Linked DNA regions of Anas platyrhynchos: region 1 is linked to region 2. A link is a contact called in public Hi-C data. All regions are on one chromosome and are shown on one strand. Each heading gives the region's core, a stretch centred on a gene start, on an enhancer-like site or on the middle of the called end of the contact. The rest is flanking DNA. Distances are from core to core; before and after follow the strand shown.

Region 1 (7,376 bases), core at 3,481-5,980, 72 kb before region 2:
TACTTATCTTTGGGTATTATAGGACATCAGCCCTTGATGATAAACTTGCACGCCAAGCAATATTACGGTACTTCTTGGGAGCATTGCTCCAGATGAGGGCAGACAACAGAAACTACATCAGGATGAAAGGAAGCAAGTTAACTTGCCTCTCCAGAGCAGGGACTCTGCTGAACAAGATATACTGGCACGTTGTTAAAACAATCTTCTTTCAGTATTTAGGGAAGTTATTAATGAAAGTCATGAACACTTTTCAAAGATGCATGCATCAGTCTTCTGTCCCTACAGCATTTTGATTAAAAGGAAACAAACAAACAAGGCACACCTTTTCCTTCCACAAACTGATGTTGAAAGGCCTACTAAAACAAACAGGTGAGCTTTCTTACCATGATTTGTAACCTTCCACTGTCTTAGTCTTTTGTACTATTTCACCTAATGCATTCTCTTAGTCTGGCTGCCTTCAAAAGCTTTCAATGTAGAGCATTCAAGGAAAGTCTTTGTTAGTTTTCAAGATGTATTTTAGCATTTTCTAACCAGTTAAGATTCCACTTGCACGTGCACACACAGAATGACACTGCCAACAGTCTACTCAAATGTCTATAGTGAAAACCCTAAAAGAACCTAAATGCCCTGTTCTCTTTCTCCCTAACCTCTATTTTTAATTTTTGCCTCACCTATTGCTGATTACAAAGCTAGCATGCATATCTTAGAAGAGATGTTACACCACACAGTTTGTGAAACAGTCTTGGTCTCTGTTTCTTTGAAATGGAACCATCACCAGGTCCACTTTATAACTGGTGTGTTTGGTATTTCTTTTTCTATATTTTTATATAGAAAAATCCCCTCAAAAAGCCTACTGTGAAATGTTAGTCACATAAATCAAGTGGAGAGGGAAGATGTAGTGCCTTGCAAGTCTTTAAACCAAAACTGATTCAATGTTGATAAGTACAAGTTATGGTAGTATAAACATGGAAGTGCTAAAAAGTAATCAAAATTTAACAATACTATACAAATCCATATTGAAGTTTTTTCCTGAATTTACCATGAAGAAATAATTACAGCCAACAGTCTCAATATTCCACTCTACACAAACCTAAATACTAATGGTTATATAACTTAATTTGAAAGAAAACACACCTGTTTAGAAGGACTTTTTTTTTTTTTAATGCCAGCACCTAATGGGAACATCAAAAAGCCTTTTAAAACAAATTCAGAAGTACACTGACTTTTACCTTCTTCCCCTATTATATATACAATGTGAAGTTGCCCGAGGCTGTTCATTGAAAGATTCAGCAAGCAGTCAGAAAGTTAAGTTTTGCCCAAGCGGAAAAAAAAAAAAGAAAAGAGTAAACAGACTACTTTTTCTCATGAGTGTCTATTTGGCAATGCTTATTATGAGTACCACAGAGTGTTATTCCACTGTTCGTGCTTGCCACCAGTAAAGAATACATTCAAACTCAAATCCCACCAGGCACAGTAGAGAGTAAAAACTGCTAACAAAATTCATGGTCGTTTAAGAGGTCTGTTTATTGGCTGCAGGGTCCAACGCTTTCTTCACTGCTGCCATATGCAAAATCAACTCCATTTTTGGTGCACAAAGGTTCTCCTTGCTCTTTGTTCAAAGGGCTCAGTACAGTGTCAGCATCATTTCCAACCCATCATCGTTTTATCAACACTAATCATCAATGAGGCAAAAAAACAAACCATGCAACAAGTGTTAGTTTGATGAAATTAGGTTGAAAGTATTTATATATTTACACATTCAACATTGTAACCTGCTTGCAGTCTTGTATTATTTCTATCAAAGGTCCAAACAGCTACATTCTGGTGTAAAATACTGTTTCATTTAAGGTTTGATGTAAAAGCTACTTATTTAACAATGCCTTTTACTGGATTCTGCTGCACCAATTTTTGACACAGAATTTCTATATACCAACACCACACACTTTCAGTCACACCTCAAAAAACAAGATAAGGCATTGGCAGATAACTGACTGCTGTGACCAGAAGAAATCCAATTTCTAGAGCTTTCAGTCATAATCTTTGGGACCATGAGAACCTAACATGAAGTGTGAGTCTGTAGGAGATGGCCAGTTCTTCCAAGAACTATAACTTGTGATTTCTTGACACTGCTACTCACCACACAGAATTTAAGAGTACTAACTTCCTAAATTAAAAAAAAAAAAAAACGTTCTTAAACCCCATTGGATTAACAACAGGACCTAGGCACTTTTGAAGACTGTGTCTTATATCTACCTTTAATACGGGGAATCTTTAGACTGCAAAATACAGGACAAGTAATCATCTGGAAAGTGAAAAAAAAAAAACAAACACATGATTGGCAAGCAGCAGTTCAACAATCTTAAAGTGCAGACTATTTATGTGGTCTCCATGTCCGACCTCTGTGACTAGAATGGGATTCTGTGCATGAGGATCTGCCAGAAAAGTGTGTTTGCAGAGCCAAGGACCTGACTATTTAAATTAAAACATGGTAAGATAACATACTTTGCGCAAACCATTTTACTGTGAAAACTCATCCTTGCAAACAACTCTCTTTTTAGGAAACCAACCACACCGACTGTGATGAGAAATGCAAAACCAAGTGATCCACATCCCTAACATGCTCAAGCCTTATAAACAATGAGGACTGGGAGAACAAAAAGAGAAGGAACATGAACCCACACAAACTGGGATTTTCAGCTGCCTGCATTAGCCAAGACAGCTGAAAGATTTGTTACATTTTTTAAAAAGGCTTCTTTTAAAAGAAGACTTGGAACCCGTCCTGCACTGGCTGGCAATAAGAACATGATTTCACATATGCTGTGGTCTCTAAGGCAAAGCAATAATACGCTAATACAAAATAAGTGATTTAAGAGCTTTCTTTAAAAACCGAAGGCTTTCTACTTGCTAAATTGATAACAAAGAAAAACCTGCGTAGGGTGAAAAAATTTACAGTCTTGCATTTGACATCTGTCAACATATATCATCGGTGAAGAGTTGAAGTGATAATCCCCAGGTCTCCAGAGGGAGCAAATGGGTAGAGCGAGGGAAGAAGTTAACTCGGAATGAGGTATGGTGGGATTCTGTAAATAAATAAAAAGGTTCTGCAAAGCTTCCCGAATCTGTTAACTGTGCTGCTTTCTCATACAGAGCTGATGTCAAGTATCAACATCAATATGAAATGAAATGAAAACCACTGCACTCCAACAGCCAGGATGTGGACAGCTGCACTTTCCTGCACTCCAGTTCATTCCTCAGCAACGTAAATGGTCAACAGAGGCTCAAATCTAATGGTTTACTGCTTTGGAGCTACAGAATTAAAACCCCCTCCAAATTAAAAGTGTGAGAGGTTTCTATCTAACATTCCCTTTTCTTTTTTTAGTATAGTGCAATTGCAAGTTAAGGAACCAGCCGTGCATCCTTGACCCAGGCAAAACTTGGATCACCTTCTCTGTTAATCTGTCTGTATGAGGACAATAAATTATAAGGGTTTAAAAGCAAAACAAAATATGCATTTTTTCCCTCCTACCTGATAACAAGCTAAGAAAACATGTGCGACACATAGGAACTGCACATCAGTTGTTTAGAGAGGAAATAGTTGAGAATCTTGTACATCTAACTTGTTTCTAAAAAGCACTATTGACATTCAGTAGACTTTTTCATCTCCATTTTCTATGGATGTCCATTTGGGCATACCTGTAGCCCTTTTCTACTAAAAAAGTTGTCTTCAATACAGATATAGCATACCTGCTAGCAGGATAAAATAAACCAATTAGCTTTTTTTTTATAGGAATTTTATATTCATCCCTTCAAAAACCAGACATCAGAACTCATCTGTGTACATATAACAAAGCAGACAATATTTCTCATATAATAGACAAGGGATCTGTGCTGTCTTTTCTGTAACATTGCCTTTCTACTACTGTACTACTTTAGAATCTTTCTTCATTTGTCATTTCCTCTGAAATCTTATGTAAGATCTGTTCCAGTCTTTCAGAATGCATGAAATTAAGCTACCTAAATTTAATATACCAATGTCAGAAAAGCATTAAAAATTACTGTCAACTAGGCAGTACTCAGGCACCCATGACTCAGGTTCCGATCTGGATCTGCTTCGTTTCCATGTCTGCTATTTCTCTGTTTGACTAAAAGGTATCAATTGCCACTAGTACGACAAATATTAGATCTCTCTCCCTTCCATCCCTGATGAATATTTGAAGGAAAACAGCACTGCTTTGCCCACCCCAATATGAAAACATAGAAAAAATAAAACATCTTCAGAGGCTTCAGAGTAGGACTGGTGTTCTAGTTGAAGAGTGGTTTAACTGTTGCCATGGACATTGGGAAGGAGAATCTTTGTGCTGTCTGGCACTAGGCACACTACCCAGGGACCTCAGGTAAGCACCTGGACTGCCTTTGAAGTTCCTAGAGAGAGCTTTTCAGCTGCTCATTTAGGAGTCAGTCTCTCTCCCTGGGATTAGGTAGGAAACCTAGGCACCTGAGTTGCATGCCTCAGGTTAGACAGCGTGAACACCCTCACACACACACAAGCACACACTCCCATGGAACGAGACTCAAAGTCTGCAACATGAGAAGTGGCTGTGCTGGCAATGACCATGTGAACTTTTTTGTAATGCTGTTGCAAAACATATGAAATAAACTAACTACTGGTCAGCTGTCCCTGTTATGCAGTCATGCTGCCAGTATTAGAAATGCCGTCACTCTGGACTATGGTGACTACTTCCAGGGCTAGCCTCAAAAACAAACAAACAAAAAAGACCTCCTTACTATACTGGATTCATCATGTAGGGCTGAATGATAAAGTTAGTCTACCTTTAACACTGAAGTGGAGCTACTCCCATGGAACATGACCTGAGGAAAAAAGGCAGAGTCCTATTTGAGAGGTTAAGTCATCAGAGGCTACTGAGAAAGTAACAAAGTACTTTAGGAAGGCCTGGGTGTGAGGGAGACAAAGGTCCAGGCTCAGAGCACATGTAAGTGTGGCACCAGCATTAGAGAGTTTAGGTGCTCAGACTCTGAATAGTGACAAAAAAAGACACCTTTACTCTTCATAGATTTCTTTGTGCGTGTATCAGTGTCACTTGCCATAAGTGACAAGCTACCCCACCCTTTGCTATGCCTGTTAGGTGGCTGTAAATAATGTGAAGTATGACTAGCTCTCACATCGAAGCAGTGAATCAAACTGCAGTAGTCTCAGTATTTTATCATTTAGATTTCACGTGTCAAGGAGTGCAAACTTTTTCTGTTTTGAGAAAGCGGCATTTTACCTGTAAACATAAGGCTTTTTTTTCCTGAGACCTCCCAAAACACAAATTTAAAACCTCCCACTAATGCTATTTTTAGTCACTTTTCAGAGCAGAATTACATTTAAAACATTTGTCTCAAAAGAAAACTTGTTGTGCTTCAGCATGTAACAGTACAGCAAAACAACAGGAAAAGATGAATCTGGGAAAGCTGCCAAGACATTAATCAGCTCTTATGCCCTCCTTGGCCTTGAACACTATCAGTAAGGACAACTTTACCTACTTTGGTCCAGTGTGTGCAGGAGCGTGTTGGTTATTGGTAAGGTTTTCAGTTTTTGGAGTCCATTTGTGGCCTCCTATTTTTCCATTTCAGCCTCAAACTAAAACTGAATCAACTAACAGAGATAAGCAGCATTAGTAGTGGATATTAACCTCAGCTTTAGTATAGCAGCACATTTTAGCCTTCTTTTCACTGGCTCAGTTTCTTTGCCAGGTCTTGAGGATGAAAATGTTGCTGTTCTTTGGTAGATACAGAAATTTGTCAGCAGAGTTCTCCTGTCCTAACACTGACACATGAACAAATGGGAACATCTTAAGCCTCTTTTTAAGCTCGGACCTATCCGACTGCACATATCCAAATGGCAATATATCTTTATGGTATCATTTTCCTTTTCCTCCTTCAGCAGGAAATTTTCTCATCCCTTCAATCCCAACACGCACAGACGCACTCACACAAATTAAGTCAATCCAACAAGGAGAGTATGGGCGAGAGTCTATGGAACAACGTTCATTAGCACATCATTATGAAATTCTCAAATTGTTTCTCTCAAAGAATATAAAGTTTAACACATTCTGTCCATATTGTTGGTTTCTTAGTTATAAAGTAAACACAGTAATAAACTGTTCATAAAGCATTGACTCCTTTTAAACGCAGCCCCTTCTTGTTTTATCTTGCTGAAAGTCCACTTCCAATCGGAAACACTCAAGTGATGTACTGCAAATGTGCATACGGCGTATGACAGCAGAGGAAGGAAGAAAGAGGCACTTTTGATCGGCTGGTATTCTTTGACTTCCCTTTTTCCAGTGGAGGTTTATGTTCCTGACACTAGATGGTAGTGTTAGCACAGAAAACCACTGTGGTTAGGCACTTGGCAACAAGGCTCCAAGGCTGTGCCCACTCTGCTATATCATCAGAATTGGTTTCTGACGCACTTCCAGGATATCTGGGGAAGGGAAAGAAACAAAAAAGAAACAGCAAATTTAGGAGGTTCCTGAAAGTAGCCACTGCACAAGGAAGTAAGAACTGAAGATTCATTTCTAGACTGCTGCATAGACCCCTGGTTACAACACTAAAGGAATTTAAATTACAAATAGCAATGAGACTTTGCCTATTAATGAAATCTATTCTAATCCCTCCCAAGGTGCATCCTAGTTGAAGGATGGTAAACTGCAAGTATAACCATCATATAGAAATGAGAGCTGATTTAAGTGTCATTAATAGTGGCATGAAACAACATGAGTCAGGCATGGGGATGGTGGCAATCTTCAGAGAAACAAGTGTAAGAAACATTATGCCAAAGGTTTTTTTCCTTCCCGAAAGGAATCATCCCCAAGTCCCTTACAGAGGTTTTTGGCTCAGAAGATGTTGGCACAAACAATTCAACAGTTTCATCTATTTTATAGCCTGAAGCCTACATTTCTGCACTCAAAAGGCTGCAATAAGAACATTCGTTTTGTTAGCTCCTCAGCCCCATATTACCCAAATGTGACAGAATATGAACCTGCAAGATAGCTATCATAATGGGCATCTTTCCAAATGTGCATAATAAAACTAGCGCACTGGCACAGCAGTCTGCAGAAGTATCTGGAAACTGGGCTGCTAGGTCTTTTTCCAGGCTACACAGAGAATAAAGAATGTCGGAAAAGGGAGTATATGCTTAATTAACAGCAGGTCACACATAGCTGCACACAAAGGGCATGACCTGAGTAAAAATTGATCCACACCTTCAGAGGGTTCTAGACATGTTTGTAAAGAATGAAACATAGCAGAGTGAATCCAGTGAAGGGCCATAAAGATGATTAAAAAGGATTGGACCATCTGACATGCAAGGAAAG
Region 2 (6,821 bases), core at 195-2,694:
AGTGAGCTTTTATTCTTATTCAAATTTGGTATGGCCAAACATGAGCTGACAACATCTTTTCAACAAATGTGATCTCACAGTCATTTTCTCCCCCTTTTGCTTACAGGGTCTTTGCCACAACACTTTATTTGGCCCTATAACATTTTTATACCCCAATATAATCTGGGGATGCAATTCTTCTAGGAAAAGTGTAAAGAAACAAGAAAGACTCATCATTTCATTCTATTTGCACAAGCTTTCACAACATGCAAGACAAAAATAAAGAGGGGAGAGCCCATTCCTCCCTATGGGGCCCCAGGAGAACCAGCAGGATTTCCCATGCCAACCCACATTACAGAGACCGAAGAAAGACTTGGAAACAGACATTTGGGAAAAGCAAGCTGACGAAGGCTGAGTAATTAACAGAGGCCACATGGAAAAAAATAACAGCTTGGTTTCACAGACGCGCTACTGAGAGCCCTGCCTCTTCAAACACTCTCGGGCATCCAACCCTCACAGCACAGGATACACAAGAGTCCCGAATAAGGCAGAAAGCTGTCCTCACGTCAGTGTCTCTTGTCTCCCAGAGTTACAATCTCCACCGTTGCATGTAATAGCGAGCCATTTCCAAGCATTACCTGGCCTGGGAGAGTTTCCCTTAGCGAAGGACCTGGGTTAAGGCAGCTGTTGTACGTACCATGTGCCGAAGGCCAACCAAACCTCTGCTTCGAGCTCCCATTTCATAACTCTGTTTTCACCCTCAGCTAAACGGGGGCGTGTTAGGCTACAACACGGGCTGAGCCGTACGCAACCGGGCTGGAAGCCTCCACACCCCGACCACAGCGAGCAGCCACCCACTCACCCGGGGGACTCCCGGGTGGGGAAGAAATTCACAAGGAACCAGGCTAGCAGAACAACAAAACACTCGTATTGAAAAAAAATATACTTTTCGCTGAAAAAAAAAAAAAAAAGTATTTATATATATATATAGTTGTTACGCGATGCCTGCTGGCCGCAAGGGCAGCGCACACAATGGAGCCGCCCAGGGCTGCGCCCGCCGGCACCCCCGGAGCCCTCAGGCCGGGCTTGCGCTTCCACCGCCGCCGGGCCGTGCTGGGCCGAGCCGTGCCGTGCCACCACTCACCGAGGCCGCTGATCTCCTGGCGGAGCCCGGCGCGGCTGCGCTCCTCCGCTATCGCCCGCAGCATGTGCTGCAGGGAGCGGCCCGGCTCGCCGCCCGCCCGCTCGTCCTGCGGCCCGCTGCCGGCAGAAGCCATGGTGCCGCCGGCCACGCTCTCATGTCAGCCTCAGCCGCCGCCGGGCGGAGCCGAGGCCGCCCCGTGGCGGCGCTGAGGGAGCGGAGAGCCCAGCCCAGCCCAGCCCAGCCCAGCCCGGCTCGGCTCGGCTCGGCTCGGCCCGGCCCGGCCCACCGCAGCTCCCGGGCTCCCCCTGCGGAGCCGCTCGGCCCCGCAGCCCCAGCCCTAGCCCCAGCCCTTCCGCCTCCGGCCGCCCGACCCTACGGGGACTGCGGCCCTCGAGAAGAAGCGCCCGGGGGGTGGGTTCCGGGGCGCTTTGGTCACCAGCCTGCCCCACAGGCAGCTTAGCACCCGCACGTCCTGCTCCCTAGCTGTAGCCAGGCCCTCCTCAGTTTGTGGCTGCAGCTGGAGAGCAACACAATCGCCTTTCTTTTGCAAACCAGTCACTGAACGATATTGTTTTATTCCCTCCTCACTTCCTAAAAACATAACGAGGCTTGTGCAACATTCCGTCCCCTCCCCCCTTTCCAAAGTCCCATTTGAAACTTAGTCCTGAAGGTGATAATTCGGAGGAGAAAAGAGGTCAGAGAACTTAAGCTAGACATCACCTTAGAGCTTGGCTTTCTGCTAGAGCTTAATAAGGAAAAAAAAAAAAAAAAAAGCTTCCAAATGATGAATGATTGCTCTCCAAAATAGCAGACATTTATGCCGCATTGCTAGTTTCAATTTCAAGCCAGCTTCTGAGACAAATAAGTTATCAATGCTATCAATGATAGCTTTTTACAACTATATACTTATTTCCTATTACAGGGGCATAGACAAGAACGCTTTCTGTGGAAGGCCCACATGCTGAAATGGACACGAGAGAAATTTGCAGTCACTGCATGTTTTTCAGCAAAATATTTAGTTTTTACAATGCAATGGGCAGCGTGGACATACAATTAAGGGACTTAAAGACCTCTGCTATTGTTGTATCTGGTCGTTCCGTTTCTCAGCTTTTCAAGAACAAAGGTTTACAGTCCCATACTGGCTCCACAAATGCACGCTTTAGAGTTATTTATCCCCTGGGTTTACAAAGGGGAGAAGAGCAGAAGACTATCCTGTGCTCTTAGATTCCAGGTTGCTCCTGACGTGGCCAAGATGAGACCCTTCCGACAGGAAAACGAAATCTCTCTGCTGCCAGAGGAATTTACAGTATCCTTTACCTCATGCCATTGTGTTTTTATATATGGAGTGGTAATCGTGTCGAGAAAATGGTTGATATTAATAAAGAAGGGGGAGATGTGGGAGTATGGCCATGGGGGTCAGAAAGCCCCGTGGTTGAAGATAACATTAGACTCTTAACGATGAGGCCATCAGGAATGTAAAAGAGTTTAGAGGGAACAAAGAAGGGTGATTCAGGAGACTCCATGCAGTCTGGGGTTTCTTGTTCTCCAGCTGTTAAGGCATGAAAGCTTCTGGGTGTTTGCTGTTGTTGTTATTTGCAAAGTTGTTTGACCAATGAAAAGTTGTTTTTGAAAACGACTGCTGTGGGGAGAAGAGGGGAGCCTGTCCTCAAGATAATAAAAGGCAACACGATATAATGAAGTTATGTCATCAATAAAGAAGCAGAAAGAAGGAATGAAAAGGAACTGGCTGGCACAACGGAGACCAGGACGGGAACAGGCACATTGATTGTCTTGTGAAGATAGGTTTGGCCAGACTCAGCAAACTTCTCAGAGAAGCTTGTACTGAAAGTCGCTGAAAATGGCACACTGGAGCTGGAAAGAAGCTCAAGCTGAGAGAAGCAGACCTGCGCACACAACTGCCCCTCGCTGGTAAGCAGTTGTGCATTATGGGGAATCATATGTCCTTAGAAACAAAGACCATCCTGGTAACCTTACGTCTTATTCTCCTTATTAACAATCAGACACTTTATGATCCTGAAATATGGGACCAAATTGAGGTCAAGGTGTGGGACTCTGCAACTAAAAACGTCAAGGTTGCAGTGGGATTGCTCGGCACCTGGCGAGCAGTCTCTGAGGCCTTAAAGAGCCCTGTGGGACCACAGTCAGAAACGTGTGGTTTGCCAGACAGTGAGGGAGCTGCGGGCTCGTTTACTGACCCTTCTGCTACACCATCGGCCCCCCACCGCTATTGCCATCGCAGGCCTTTGTTGTTCCGCCCCCTGCTGATCTGGACGTGCCTTTTGACCCAGGCCCTATTGGCTTTGAAAAGGAGATGGATATGCTTTTCTTCGATCCGGGAAGATTAGGATACATAAGGCCCGAAGACCGAGTTGCTTGATGGAGACTTGTTTGTAGTCAAGAAAAGGAATGGAAAATGGAGACTATTAAGTCATGGAATTTAAAGGATTCTTTGCGCCAGGGGAGTTTTAGGTTAGATGTTAGGAAGAATTTCTTTACTGAAAGGGTTGTTGGGCACTGGAACGGGCTGCCCAGGGAGGTGGTGGAGTCACCATCCCTGGAAGTCTTCAAAAGACGTTTAGATGTAGAGCTTAGGGATATGGTTTAGTGGGGACTGTTAGTGTTAGGTTAGAGGTTGGACTCGATGATCTTGAGGTCTCTTCCAACCTAGAAATTCTGTGATTCTGTGATTCTGTGATATATTTAGAATGTTTGATGATATATTGATGATATATTTAGAATGTTTGATGTTTGTGTGTGCATGTTGGTGGAGCGTAGACTCCCTGCACACCCAGTGCTGTTTACTTGCCTTTTATACCTTTTATAAATATTTATTTTATAAATATTACTAAATTCAGATTGAGTTGAGACTTCATTTATAACAGGATCTAAGGATCTAGGATCAGGATCTACCTGATACCTAAGGATCAGGTATTTCCCCTCTGTAAATTACTGCTTGATTCCGGTACCAATATCACGTTAGAGATGCATGGAAATACTTTTCAGTTGTTGTATCACCAGCCAGCAGACAACTTTTCTGCTGTTCCTGTGGTCCCTTAAGCCCCTCTGCTGAGCCTTTACCATTTACCCTATGGTTCCAGCAACCCAGTTTAACAACAGCAATTAAGTGAACCTGTTGCTCCCTCACCTAGGCATTCTGTATAAAGAAATGGTGTTCATGTCTCTAAACAGTTCATATCCCTACCTTCAACTTTTCTTGGCTTCTGTCAAAACAGGCCCACGGACAAAATCCTCAGTTGTGAAAAAAAAAAGTTATTTTTAAACAGTCTCCCATTGAGAACACTTATACACACAACAAAAAGTTGTATATCCTACAACAGGATACTAAGACCCGGGGAGCACTAATAAACAGGCCTTGATGGCCCTGACCAGACTGACCTGCAGCCTCCACCCGTGGGCCGGGGGCTCTGACTTATAATCGAGGAGTTTTGGGCTATGGCTGCTGCTGCTGGTCTAGGCTGATTTCTCAGCTTAGCTGTAGACCTCCCCCATCACTATGGAAGTACCTAATGAACTGGACTCTGTCCTTCTGTGTTCCCTGCACTATGTCTCAATAATGGGTTCTTGTGGTTAATGGTGTTGTAATGTACTTTGTGCCCTGATGTAAAAACTGTGTACTGCTCAACAACACGGGTAGGCTGGATGCATGGCTTGGATTTAAGATATATGTGTTATACAGTAGAAGTATAAAACAATAGGCAAGTTTGCTGTAAGTAATCAGCTGTTTTAACGTGAGTTATGTCTTTTGAATTAGTCAACAGTCAAGTTTTGCTGCATTTTCATAAATAATTTGTTCCAGTTCTGTGCACAGCTATGCTTTTCTTACTGCATTTACTTTACTAGCAACTAATAGTGATAGTCAGCAGCTAATAGTGATAGTCTATGCTATATGTTAATAAGCTTGCAAGGTGTGTGAGTTTAAAAAACAAACAAACAAACAAAAAACAATTAAAATGGCCTTGGCAGTTAGCAGATATGGGCTTATCTAATAACACTTAGATGTACGTGTATTTCTAGTGGGTGAGTCAATGCTATATATGCCTTGCAGTGCTGACTGTATCAAGACTTGTGTACCTACTTGCAGCCTGTCAAAAATCTGAGTTCCTCATGTACTTCAAGCTAAGTATGTGCAAGCACTTTTGCAGGAAAATAATGTTCCCTTGAAACTCTGAAGTTTTGAAAGTACTACTTAACCTGTTATGAACATGCAAAGTGCCTTCATTTTACTATCTTTCTGGACTGGTTATTATTGGTAATAGACTATGAAGAAATTAAATAACTTGCTTGAAAATCCTGATATCTTAATCATATATAGCAATATCCTTATCCTTAACATTTTGCTGTCTTCTGCTGGAGGCATGCACATGATTCAGTGGGCCGTTAGGTGAGTTTATATGTAAGCATGAATTCTGCAGCTTTTACTTGCCTCCCTAACTGCATCAAGGCATATACACTCAGGAAACAGCAGTATGGGGACTGGCACAATGAAATGTGTTAAGTTGGGTGGCTTGCAAGATGCTTCAAAATTACTTTTGGAACTTTCCAATGTTAAGTGCAAGATTAATTCTGTTCCCAAGATCAAGCCTACAATTAAAGCTTCTGGGAGAAAAAACAAAAACAAAAAACACAAAACAAAACACTATAGAATGTTACAAAACTTCCAGCTTAAAATTATACTCTAGATAATCCCCTGAATGTACACCAGAGCATTAAGGCCATTTTATTTCTGAAGTTAGAAGGGTTCGACCTGTTCAGCTTTCTTGTGACCTTTTGTGTCCTCTTGTCATACCTGTCTCTGTTTTCACTAGTTAACTGCCCTGGGATATGCTGAATAGAAGCCAGAGGTGTTCAGCCTTGCAGTATAGGAGTGGAAACTTCTCTAAACTCATACGAATATTTTCAAACAAGTTTGAACCATCTATTCTTTATCCAAAACCGAGTCTTCTGTGCCTGAGCCTTGTATCCTAGGTAGCTCCTGTGCTGCTCCTGAGAGTGCAATTATCTTAATTGGATTGAGGTGTGAACCATAGACTTTGTGGTAATAGGTTTCTGGGTTTTATAAGCCACTTGCACAGTATCCCTGTTTCATTGTTCTCCCTGAACTGTATTTGCATTGTATCTAGGAATACCTCACTACTTACAAACCCTCTCTAACCTTCCCTTGGTTCAGCAAATTTGAAGTCCCAGTAGGAAATGATTAAATTTTGTGGTTATATAGTAATTTCTGGGGTTACATAGCTTCCTATCTCCTGGGAGGAAATGGGCAGTCCCTTAGTGAAGGTAATTCCTGCCAGTCTGAATATGGCTTTGTGGTCAGACTACAGGGCTTTGCTGAAAGAGTTGAACTAGCTGGGAAGTTGCTTTAGACAGCAGAGATAGCTGACCTGTGCAAGCTCCATGTTATCTGCTTAGAAGTCTGTCCAAAGCAGTGATAAACTTAGCATTGCTTAGCACTGAAGTGTTAATTGATGTTAATGTACTGTCAAGCTCCTTGAAGTGTTTAAATTGTCTGTCTTGTTTCAATGAATCTGTGTTCTTTTAGCCTATATTACTATATTGTAGACTCTGATCACAAGGTCAGCAATAGATAAGGAATTGTCCAGCTTGTAGAGATAATACAGTGGTGCTGGATTTCTGAATTGTATTGCTTATGTCCTGT

What was found. A called contact is a pair of places that touch in the nucleus more often than the background predicts.
Region 1: a Hi-C map of liver shows a contact between it and region 2, with 2.9 times the contacts expected there. The contact joins the enhancer-like site here to the promoter of KIAA0930 in region 2. A contact is called at or near these places in 2 of 8 Hi-C or Micro-C datasets (liver and skeletal muscle).

What each region holds. Positions count from the first base shown.
Region 1 is chr1:72,155,220-72,162,595 of IASCAAS_PekinDuck_T2T, reverse strand. It overlaps KIAA0930 (KIAA0930 ortholog), which reads right to left. Exons shown (of 11, transcript XM_072041358.1): 11 at 1,506-6,484. The coding sequence ends at 6,444. Among named protein-coding and RNA genes, the nearest start is that of NUP50, 23 kb to the left of the region's middle. Within about 2 kb of position 4,730, at least 5 of the 8 cell types and tissues checked have an H3K27ac peak or open chromatin away from gene starts, as enhancers often do.
Region 2 is chr1:72,080,568-72,087,388 of IASCAAS_PekinDuck_T2T, reverse strand. KIAA0930 (KIAA0930 ortholog) reads right to left here and starts at 1,444. Exons shown (of 11, transcript XM_072041358.1): 1 at 1,124-1,444. The coding sequence starts at 1,256.